Regions from separate parts of the Sus scrofa genome. Here region 2 is linked to region 1. The links are chromatin contacts, called in public promoter capture Hi-C maps. All regions are on one chromosome and are shown on one strand. The core of a region is the stretch at or near the end of the contact, and the rest is flanking DNA. Distances in the headings are between cores, read along the strand shown.

Region 1 (4,950 bases), core at 704-3,203:
CTGGTGGGCTGAGAGGACCACATCTGCTCAGGGGAAAAAGGCAAAGTCCGAGCTCAGAACTCTTCAAGGATCGGGGTGGTATCTGGGGACAAAAGGGAGAGAATGATGCGCAAGGTGGCTTCGTTGCAAATCTACTTAGGTTCAGAAGAGGGGTGAAGGAAGTCTGCTAAGAGATGTAGGAAACGAAAGAAAGGCCAGGGGCAAAAAACATGCATTTAGACAGAGACAGAGCGGAGGAATTGGGGCCTGGCATACACATCGGGCATTCTTGCTTCCCGAGAAGCCGCACTGCCCACAGGACACTGTGGTGGTGGTAGAAGGAAAGCCGTCTTGCCTTGTTGGGGCTCACTATTGCTCTTGGGGGGAAGGGAAGCAGCAGTGGTCAGGCTGAAAAAATGGGTACTTAAGCGAGTTTGGAAGCTCTGGAGGGAAAGCACTACATCTCCCCCAAAGGACTTCCCCACTGCTGCCAGCATAGTACCTGGCAGACTGAGTACTGTGCCTGACAGAGTGAGAATGAAAGGTAAGCTGGCAGTAGATAAACCTTAATGCTAGCAACCTGCGGCTTCTCCCTTTTCAGCTCTGCTGAGGCCTGTCAAAGCAGCAAAGGTCCTCCTAGCACCCCCAGGCCATGGGGGCCACAGCTGGGCAAAAGGGTCAGTAAAGCAAAAGAGTCAGGAGGCCAAACCAGCAGAGTTCTAAGTGGACTGATGGGGCCAGACAATACCATCAATTAAACTGCAGTTAACATTCATGAGACTACCTCCCTGTAATGGATAGAAACGCTGAACACTGCGGGGCATGGACAAAGTTCTATTTATCTTTGTATCCTCCGTGCCTGGCTCACTGCCTGGCACATGGTAGGCACTCAATAAATGACTGGTGAATGGACTACTCAATGAAGGGAAAACATGAGAGAAACTGGGGGCATCCAGTGGAAGGGTGGCATTTATGGGCAGAGATTTTAGGTTCCCATCCCACACTACTTTTCCTTTCACATAAGCCTTGACTTGTTTATCTCACACACACAGACAAGTCTAGTCCTAGCTTTCCCATGTGACTCTGGAAAGGATACCACCCATCTCTTAGTGTCTCAGTTTCTTTGCCTCCTCTTTATGCCCTGCGGTGGCTCTCAGCTCTGAAATTATGTGAAAAACCTTCTGTTTGCAGGAGGAAGACGACAGTGGCATAAGGAGACTCCTCGCTGGTTTGAGTCTCTTCCGTTACTGGTGCGTGCGTCCCAATTCTGCACTTTTTAATCTCGTGCATTGTTTACTGTCACGGCTAGTCTCCTTCACTGTGCTACCTTATTGAGCTCCTTATCCCTGACTCAAGACCTGCAGGAGGCACTCAATAAGTTTACTGAATGTACCTGATGGTGTTCAGGTCTGTTTAGCACCCCCGACAGCTTGGGAAAGAGAAAAAAGGAGTCTCGTCATGACCACACATCCCACGAGAAAGCAGCCTCCAAGAACCGTGTAAACGGAACTTTTTGCCCGAAGGAAGACATCGGGGGGAAGGTAGTCCTTCTCGGTCCTGGGAGCTCAGACGCCAGACACATGGGACTGGCCCAAAACGGGGTTGGCAAAGAAGGTGAGGAGGCCGCCTGCTAACCGTCACACCTTTTGGGTCCAGCACGGTGCAGGGCCCTGAGGAGTGCCCAGAGCGCACCTTCACGCCAGGGCATGCGCCTCTATTCCTGAACATACGGCCTCGTCGCCCAGGGAGACCGGACCTCCCGAGCTCTCTGAGGCGAGTGGCGTAGCTTAGGGAAGTCGCCAGAAACCTCGGCGATTCGGTCGTGACAGGCCCCAAGGCAGAGAGAGGGCAATTCCAGGCCCGACGACTTCAATTCACCCCCACGACGCCCCAGTTCTGTGACTCACCCGAACTCCACCTCCACTGACAAGGGCGCCGCCATATTGAGGAAGCCGAGCTCACAGGAAACTCCCTCAACTTCCGGCGCTACTGCCCCGCTTCCGGTCGCCGCGGACGGAAGAGGCGGTGCCGGGAAATCCTGCTCCTCAGCGATTGGACGAAGACCTGGAGCTAAGACCCGAGGCTGGAGGGTCGCGGTACCTGATCGTCTTTGAGATGGTTCCCTCTGCTTTTTAGGAACCGGGTCCAAGCGGCCAGGGCGGGTAGCGACTTGGGTGAGCTACAGCTAGGCGGTGGAGAGTCCCGGCATCTTTGCGCAGTGACTGTGAGCCACTTTACAGTTTATCTTGCTTTAGTTACGTATTCTCTTTAGTCTGCACACCGCTTGGGCAAGGCCGTCCAGATCTTTATTTCCAGCCCGGAAATCTCTCCTGAGCCATCGACTCGCCATCCAACCGCCCCTTTTGCTGTCAGTTTGGATATCACTCATTAAGCAGATATTTTTGCACGTCCTCCGCGTGCCACGGTGATGAACTGCATAAGCAAAGTTCCTGCCTTTAGGGCACTCACAGTCTAGTGGGGGAAATACCAGTCATGCTAGTAAAGCAAAATCTCAAGCTGAAAGAAATTATATGGAGTTATAGGAACTTTAAAAAGAAAAGGACTGGAGTTCCCTGGTGGCTCAGCGGGTTAAGGATTTGGCATTGTCACTGCAGTAGCTCTGGTTACAGCTGTGGTGCGGGTTCCATCTCTGGCCCAGGAACTTCTGTGCTGTGCTGCAGAAGTGGACAAAAGGACTGACCCAGACTAGAGCTAAGCTCTAAAGCCTGAGGAGAGTTAACTGAGGAGAGGTAATCATGAGGGGAGAAAAACCTCTGGGAGCATTCTAGTGAGAGCAGAAAGTGCACAGGCTCTGGGTGGGAGAACATGCTGGAGCACCAAGAGAAGAAAGTGGAAACTGGGGAGCAGAGGATGAATGAGGGTGTGGTAGGAGATGAGGGCGAGAAGGGTGGGCAGGTGCCAAATCATGCCTGTGAGCCAGGTAAGAATTTGTCTCTATTTTGTGTGTGTGTGTGTGTGTGTGTGTGTCTGTCTGTCTGTCTGTCTGTCTTTTTAGGGCCGCACCCACGGCATTTGGAGGTTCCCAGGCTAGGGGTTGAATTGGAGATGTAGCTGCCAGCCTACACCACAGTCATAGCAACACCAGATCTGAGCCGTGTCTGTGACCTAGACCACAGCTCATGGCAACGCCAGATCCTTAACGCACTGAGGAAGGCCACAGATCAAACCCTTGCCCTCATGGACTAGTCGAGTACACCGCTGAGCCACGATGGGAACTCCTAGAACTGGGTTTTGTTGTTGCTCTTCTCTTTTTCTTTTTTGGCCAACTCCCAGGCATGTGGAAGTTCCCTGGGCCAGGGATCCAAGATACAGCTGCAGCAACACTGGATCCTTAACCCACTGTGCCACAGTGGGAACTCCTAGAACTGTGTTTTAAAATATCCTTCTTGGATTCAATGTGGAGAACTGTGGAGGGGAACAGGAAAGGAGATAAGGAGACCCCTAGAGCCTGTTACAAAAGCCCAAGGCATGGAGTTCCCTGGTAGCCAAGTGGTTAAGGACTCAGTGTTGTCACTGCTGTGGTTCTGGTTACTGGTCTGGCTTGGGTTTGATCCCTGGCCTGGGAACTTCACATGCTGTCTGCCCAGCTGAAAAAAAGGGAGGGTGAGTTCCCATCGTGGCTTAGTGGAAACAAATCTGACTAGCATCCATGAGGACACGCATTCGATCCCTGGCCTCACTCACTAGGTTAAGGATCCAGCATTGCTTGTGAGCTGTGATGTAGCCTGCAGATGTGGCTTGGATCTGGCATTGCTGTGGCTGTGGCGTAGGCCAGTGGCTACAGCTCTGATTCGACCGTTAGCCTGGGAACCTCCATATGCTGTGGGTGCAGGCCCCCCCCCCAAAAAAAAGGGAGCGAAGTAGATGTCCCAAGGCATCAAAACCACAGGCTGCTGGTAAACAGTGGATGTGATGATGTAATCACTGCTCAGAGCTGGGAGTTCAACTCAGCTGCCAGCTTTATATCCAGGCCCCACTGAGCAGGAGGGAAGGGCACAGGGCACAACTGTGTTTTTTTGTTTTTGCTTTTTTGTTTTTTATTTTTTTTGTCTTTTTTGCATTTCTAGGGCCGCTTCCACAGCATATGGCGGTTCCCAGGCTAGGGGTCTAATCGGAGCTGTAGCCACTGGCCTACACCACAGCCACAGCAACACGGGATCCGAGCCACATCTGCAATCTACACCACACCTCATGGCAACGCCGGATCCTTAACCCACTGAGCAAGGCCAGGGATCGAACCCGCAACCTCATGGTTCCTAGTTGGATTCATTAACCACTGATCCATAATGGGAACTCCTGCTTTTGTTTTTAAGGCCGTATCTATGGCATATGGAAGTTCCCAGGCTAGGGGTCAAATCAGAGCCACAGCTGCTGGCCTATGGATGCTAGTCAGGGTCTTAACCCTCTGAGCCACAATGGGAACTCCTAGGGCACAACTGTTAAAAGAATGACATAACTGGAGTTCCTGGTTTGATGCTGTGGGTTAAGAATCTGACTGTAGGAGTTCCTGTCGTGGCTCACGGGAAATGAATCTGACTAATATCAATGAGGACGCAAGTTCGTTCCCTGGCCTCACTCAGTGGGTTAAGGATCCAGCATTGCTGTGAGCTGTGGTGTAGGCTGCAGATGCAGCTCAGATCCTGTGTTTCTGTGGCTGCAGCATAGGCAGGCAGCTACAGCTCTGATTCCACCCCTAACTTGGGAACCTCCACATGCTGCTGGGTGCGGCCCTGAAAAAAAAAAAAAAAAAAAAAGCCAAAGAATCTGACTGAAGCAGCTCAGGTCACTACAGAGGCATGGGTTTGATCCCTGGCCCGGTACAGTGGGTTAAAGGATCCTTTGTTGCCACAGCTATGGCGTAGGTCACAGCTGCAGCTCGGATTCAGTCCCTGCCCCAGGAACTTCCATATACCTTGGCGTGGCATATGGAAAAAAAAAAAAAAAAAGACA
Region 2 (4,950 bases), core at 1,612-4,111, 60 kb before region 1:
GGTCACGTCCCCACACAGCTGCCCGTGGCGTCCCTCTGGTGGCATCCGCTTGCAACTCTGCAGGGGAGCCTCTTCTGACTAAGGCTACTGCGGCCGTTTCGGGGTGCCAGTCCTGCCTACCTTCCAACCAGGCCACTGCCCTCTGAAAGCCAGTGCGTTTGTCTGTCGAGTCTCTGGAGTGAGAGGCGCGAGGCGGCGGGGCTGGGAGGGGGTCACCCTGCTCCAGAGCCTTCGCCTGGCCCCGCGGGCGTGCTCCTACCTGGCTGCTGGTCGCGGAGGCTTTCGGGAGTTTTTTTATGTGGACGTGGACAGGGGTGTTCTCATCCACGTGAACATGTAAGGGGGGTGTTGAAGAGCGGTCCTTCATGGTTCGCTTCTGGCAGGCGGGGGAGGACAACTCAAAAAAGGTTGATCTGTGGACGAGTAAACTGGGCATAAAAAACAGAGCTCACGGCCTCTCGGGGCCACGGAAAGCCTAGCCACCAAGCGAGCGGGACAGCGACCAGTACAAGCGGCATGCAGGCAGGAAGCAAGGCGGGAGTGCCCTTCAGCGAGCTCCTGCAGAGATGCCAGCCAAAGACCACCGGGGAGATGCCGGGCTGCTCAAGAGAAGGGTCTGCAAGACCCGCAGGTTCCACAGAAGAGCCCAGACCCCGGCCCTGGGTCCTTGGAGATGAATCTCTTGGCAAACCTGCTGGCACGCACACCCCCTCCTGCGACTCAGCACAGCGCAGCTGCAGGGCCGGGGGCCCTTTACACCCGCATCTGAACTGGGCATGCGCGCGAGCACAGGAAACACACCAACCAGTTAGGGTGCAAAGCCAGCAGGCAGCAGGCAGGTTAAAAGACGAGGAAGACAGAAAGCCGGAGGAAAGGCCGAGATGAGAAGGTTGTGCGGATTCTGAAGACAATACATCAGCAGGGCAGAACACGTGCCCCACCCCCCCAGCCCTATCAATCCCCATTCTTTCCTTGACTTTTTTTTTTTGAAAATCTGTTTTAAGATGTTCTGAAATCTGTCTGGAAGAATTGGGTTCAGACAACCTCCTTACACCCGGCAGCCTTACCACAGGCAAAACCCAAACCCAGTTCATCAGCAGGAAATGCGTGGAGGCACGGAGCCCAGCGTCCAGCCCCTGTGGGGCCAGCAGAAGAGGTTGCTGGCAGAGCCGCGGGCGGGAGGGTGCTGCACCTACCGTCACGGTCACACTGGGTGCGCCACAAGGTGTCCTCAAGACCTTTTTCTGCGTGAGACTCGTTACTCCGTTCTTACCACACGATGGAAACCTGTACCCAGGCACAAGAACCAGATTATAAGCAGAAAACTAGGGCTCTTCTATTTCTTAGATCTCCTGAAGTTATATATCACATGTGGTGGCTAAACGAGTTCACGGCTAGGAGAACCAGTCTGGAATCACCTGGCTCCCTTTACGCGAGCACCAAACGCTCATGGTGTGCCCGGCAGGGGGATGGAAAATGGGGGTAGGGGGCATTTGCAGGGCTAGCCTTTTAACCTGCCCTCGCATCACACATATTGTGACCTTTAGCTGAAAAGCCCAGCTGTCATCCTGTCTCTCAGGACACAAAAAAGCAGGCAGCATGTGGCTGAGAGTCAACACATGAGCCTGGCCAAGGGTGAGAGTGCCCAGGACAGTGCCTGGAGCAATGCTCTGTGAATCACTGACATGTAAAGGCAGAACCATAGGCTCAGGAACAAAGTCTCTGTGACTCAGAATTCATAAAACGAAGTCAAATATTCAACAAAGATGATGAAAAATGGCTATTTCCCAAAGTATTCTACTAGCTACCCTTTAAGCACCTAAGAAGCAGGGTTATTTCTGGTCTTTCTGGAATTTTGTAATACCACGTGTAATTCATCTTGCTTACATGTAAACAGCCCCATCACCAAATTTGCAAATAGAGCAAAAGTCTAATCTCCAAAATTTGGCAGCAGTGTACCCAGGAATTCCAGAATGGGAAGGGACCTGGAAAGCAGATTTGATCCATCCCACTCACTGCCTGATGACAGCCCCAAAATATGACTTTACCCTCGCTCTCCGTTATTTTGGAACAAATAATGCAGCATAAGAATTCTTAAGAACTTCAGCATACATTGGGCTATATGTATATAGCACCTTGATTAAAAAAATTTTTTTGAGCCCTACTAATCATTTAGCCAAGGAATACCAAATCTGAGCAGACAGGTTTTTTTTTTCCCCTCCTGGTTTAGAATGTTCACTTAAAGCCAACAGATTTGGGCAAGCTCTCACTCTCAGCAGGCTCTCCATCAACCTACATGGATCCCATCAACTATTGGCTAACTGCTGCATCCAACTCCTACATCACTGTTCTTATTCACACTGAGCCTAGTATTCCAAAGACAACCATGGCAATCCTATTTGCCATCAGGAACTGGGGCACCTGGGGAGGGAGGGCCAGGGGAGGCAGAGCTGGGATTATGTGCCTGCGTTTTCCTCCTTCCTCTTAAAAATCATTTTTAAATGTTTTGATCCAGGCTTTCAGTACACAGAACAGGGAAGCTGAAAAGAAAAGCCTCCAGTGAGCCCAGCCTCGGAGCTCCTGTCCACTTTTCCCTGCCCTATGGCAGACACGCCCCCCCACACTGGCAGTACCTGGGGGAGCCGCCTGAGGATGAGGCAGACATGGCTAGGCATCAAAGCCGCAAAGGTGGGCAATTGGGTCAGCAGGCTCTGCTCAGGGGGACCCAGAGGGGCTTGTCAATGAGAATCTCAGGGGCCCAGCATCAAACGTCCTCTCTGAGGGGAGAAGGGTGGAAGCTTTGGGGGTGGCAGGTGGATGAAAACTTGGGAGGCGCTCCTCTACTGTCCAAGTCGCACAGCAACTGTCCTGCCAAAGTGGGGGAGATAGGAGAGGCTGAGCGACCTGTGGGGTGGCGGGTGTGCGGGGTGGTCGGAGGTCCCCTCCCCAGGGAGTGAGGGGGGAAGGAACTAGGAGAGAAAGGACCACACCAAGGTCCCAGACGGGAGGAAAGGTGAGTGGCCACCAGGAGGAAAACCTGAAATGCTGGCTGGCGTGAGAGGTGGACAGGAGAGAACCACAAGGCCCCAAGTGGTTCCCAAACGGCCAGAACCCGCACGGAGAGCCGGAGGGATATTCGGGGTGGGGCCTGGGCAACAGTTTCCTAGGAGAAGGGGCGTTCCCAGCAAAATAGATACCCCAGAGGACCAATACTATTTAAAGGAGGGAAGAGGAGAGGCTGCTTGGGGACTGGGAGGCTAGGCAGCGAGTGGGTAACCCGTCGGCGGAGGGAAAATCCTCCCGGCCGCAGCAGTGGCCGGCTGGGCTTAGATCCGAGTTAGAGCAGGTTAGACGCTCGATCGTGCAAAGACCCGGTGTGAGACCCCCGCTTCCCCAGGAGGCCCGCCGGACCGGTGAACCCACCCAGCCGGGTCGGGCGGCCCAGAGGCGGTCCCGGGGGACAGAGCTGCCTACAAGGAGCTGGCATATAACCGCCCGGCCGAGGCCCTCGGGGGCGGGGGGCGAAGCGGACGGGGCGACGCCCACTGCCGGGCAGGAGGGCGCGGGGCCAGTCTCCGTCGGCGGTGAGAAGGGACGATCACCCACCAGCGGGCAGAAGGGGACCAGTTTCTGCCCATAGAGAGAGGGGCGAAGCACTGCCGCAGGGCAGCAGAGGAGGGAGCAGAGCTCTGCCAGTGGCCAGGTGAGGAGAGAGGCGGCCGCCCGCCCGTTAGCGGGAGGAGGAGAAGGCCCGCGCCGGTGGGCGGGGCAGGGAGGCCAGATTCTGACGGGAGCGGGACGAGCGCGCCGGTGGGTGCAGGAGGGGGCGACCCGGGGGAGGCAGCGGGACCCGGCGACCTCGGCGGGGGCCATCCCTCCCTGGGTCCCGCCTGCCGGCGACCTCTCACCAGGAGCGACACGGCTGCGCCCAGAAACGCCTCCTTATGAAGTCGTTGAAGTCGGAGGCCAGGGTCGTGCCATGGAGACGCCGCGGCGGATGCAGACCAGCTCCCGCGGCGACTCCTCCCCGCTTCCGCCTCCTTTTCCGACACCCGGTCGGCAGCTCGCCCATTGGCCAGTTCAAACCCCCCCGGGAGCCTCTCGGGTTTCGCCATTTAGGCCCAACCCCTGGCGTCACAGAGATACCCCGCCCCGCCAGAAACTCCGCCCATTTCCGGGCCACGCGTGGCGTCGCCTTGGAGACGCGCGACGCCGCCGACGGGCCTGGCCCGGGCTTGCCCCGCCGTTCAAAGCCTGGCTTCCCTGCTCCGCCATCTTTACCCTGCGTTAGGCCCTCCTCGGTTCCCTTAACTCAAGGGAGCGCCCAAACTCTAGTCCGCTCCCTCCGATTCGTTAGGCCCTGGGCCCAGAGACCGGTCACAGGACAAGCTATTGTCCGGAGCTTGCTCACTGCTTCTGGAAATGCAACCCTGTCTCTCCTCCCCTGTTGTTGCTGAGGGGAGCCGGCTTCCGCACACCACCCAGAGTATCCCCATCCCACATCGCCTGTCTTTGTGCAGGCGGGAGGAAGGGGCCTCACTCCCCTTGCTCCTCACTGCCCTCCTGCACACTGTATGCCACTGTGTGTACAGACCTACTCGGATGAGGTTCTCGCTGAGTCGCCATCTTCTCAACTATGCTTCACTGTCAGCCAATCGTGGGAGGGCTGTCACGTGGCTCACGGAGCCGCCCTGGATTCTGGGAGACTTTAGCATCCTCAGGGTCCACCTGGCCTCAGTGCCTTGACTTTCTCATCTCTGCCAGCTTCCCGCATCTTCCCCGTGCATCCCCAGGGTCACATACCTGGTCCACCACCTGGAATCTTAAATACCAGCTCTTTCCAACAGAACTCACTCTTCTGCCTTCCCATTCACCGTCTAATGCTTACGGTTTTCATTCCCCGGTGCTAGGGAGCCCTCTACTCCGGTGACCCCGTTCATTTTCTCCCTT

The links. Promoter capture Hi-C pulls out the DNA fragments that hold promoters and counts their contacts.
Region 2: a contact with region 1 is called in a promoter capture Hi-C map of liver, with 2.4 times the contacts expected there. The contact joins the promoter of ODF2 here to the promoter of URM1 in region 1. A contact is called at or near these places in 2 of 5 promoter capture datasets (both in liver), 6 of 47 Hi-C or Micro-C datasets (alveolar macrophages, embryonic fibroblasts, fetal liver and 3 more) and 1 of 2 datasets of contacts at active chromatin or transcription factors (alveolar macrophages).

The regions. Positions count from the first base shown.
Region 1 is chr1:268,795,442-268,800,391 of Sscrofa11.1, reverse strand. It overlaps URM1 (ubiquitin related modifier 1), which reads right to left and starts at 1,953. Exons shown (of 5, transcript NM_001243487.1): 1 at 1,887-1,953. The coding sequence starts at 1,921.
Region 2 is chr1:268,856,454-268,861,403 of Sscrofa11.1, reverse strand. It overlaps ODF2 (outer dense fiber of sperm tails 2), which reads right to left and starts at 2,861. Exons shown (of 21, transcript NM_001193447.1): 1 at 2,634-2,861; 2 at 1,197-1,287. The coding sequence starts at 2,665.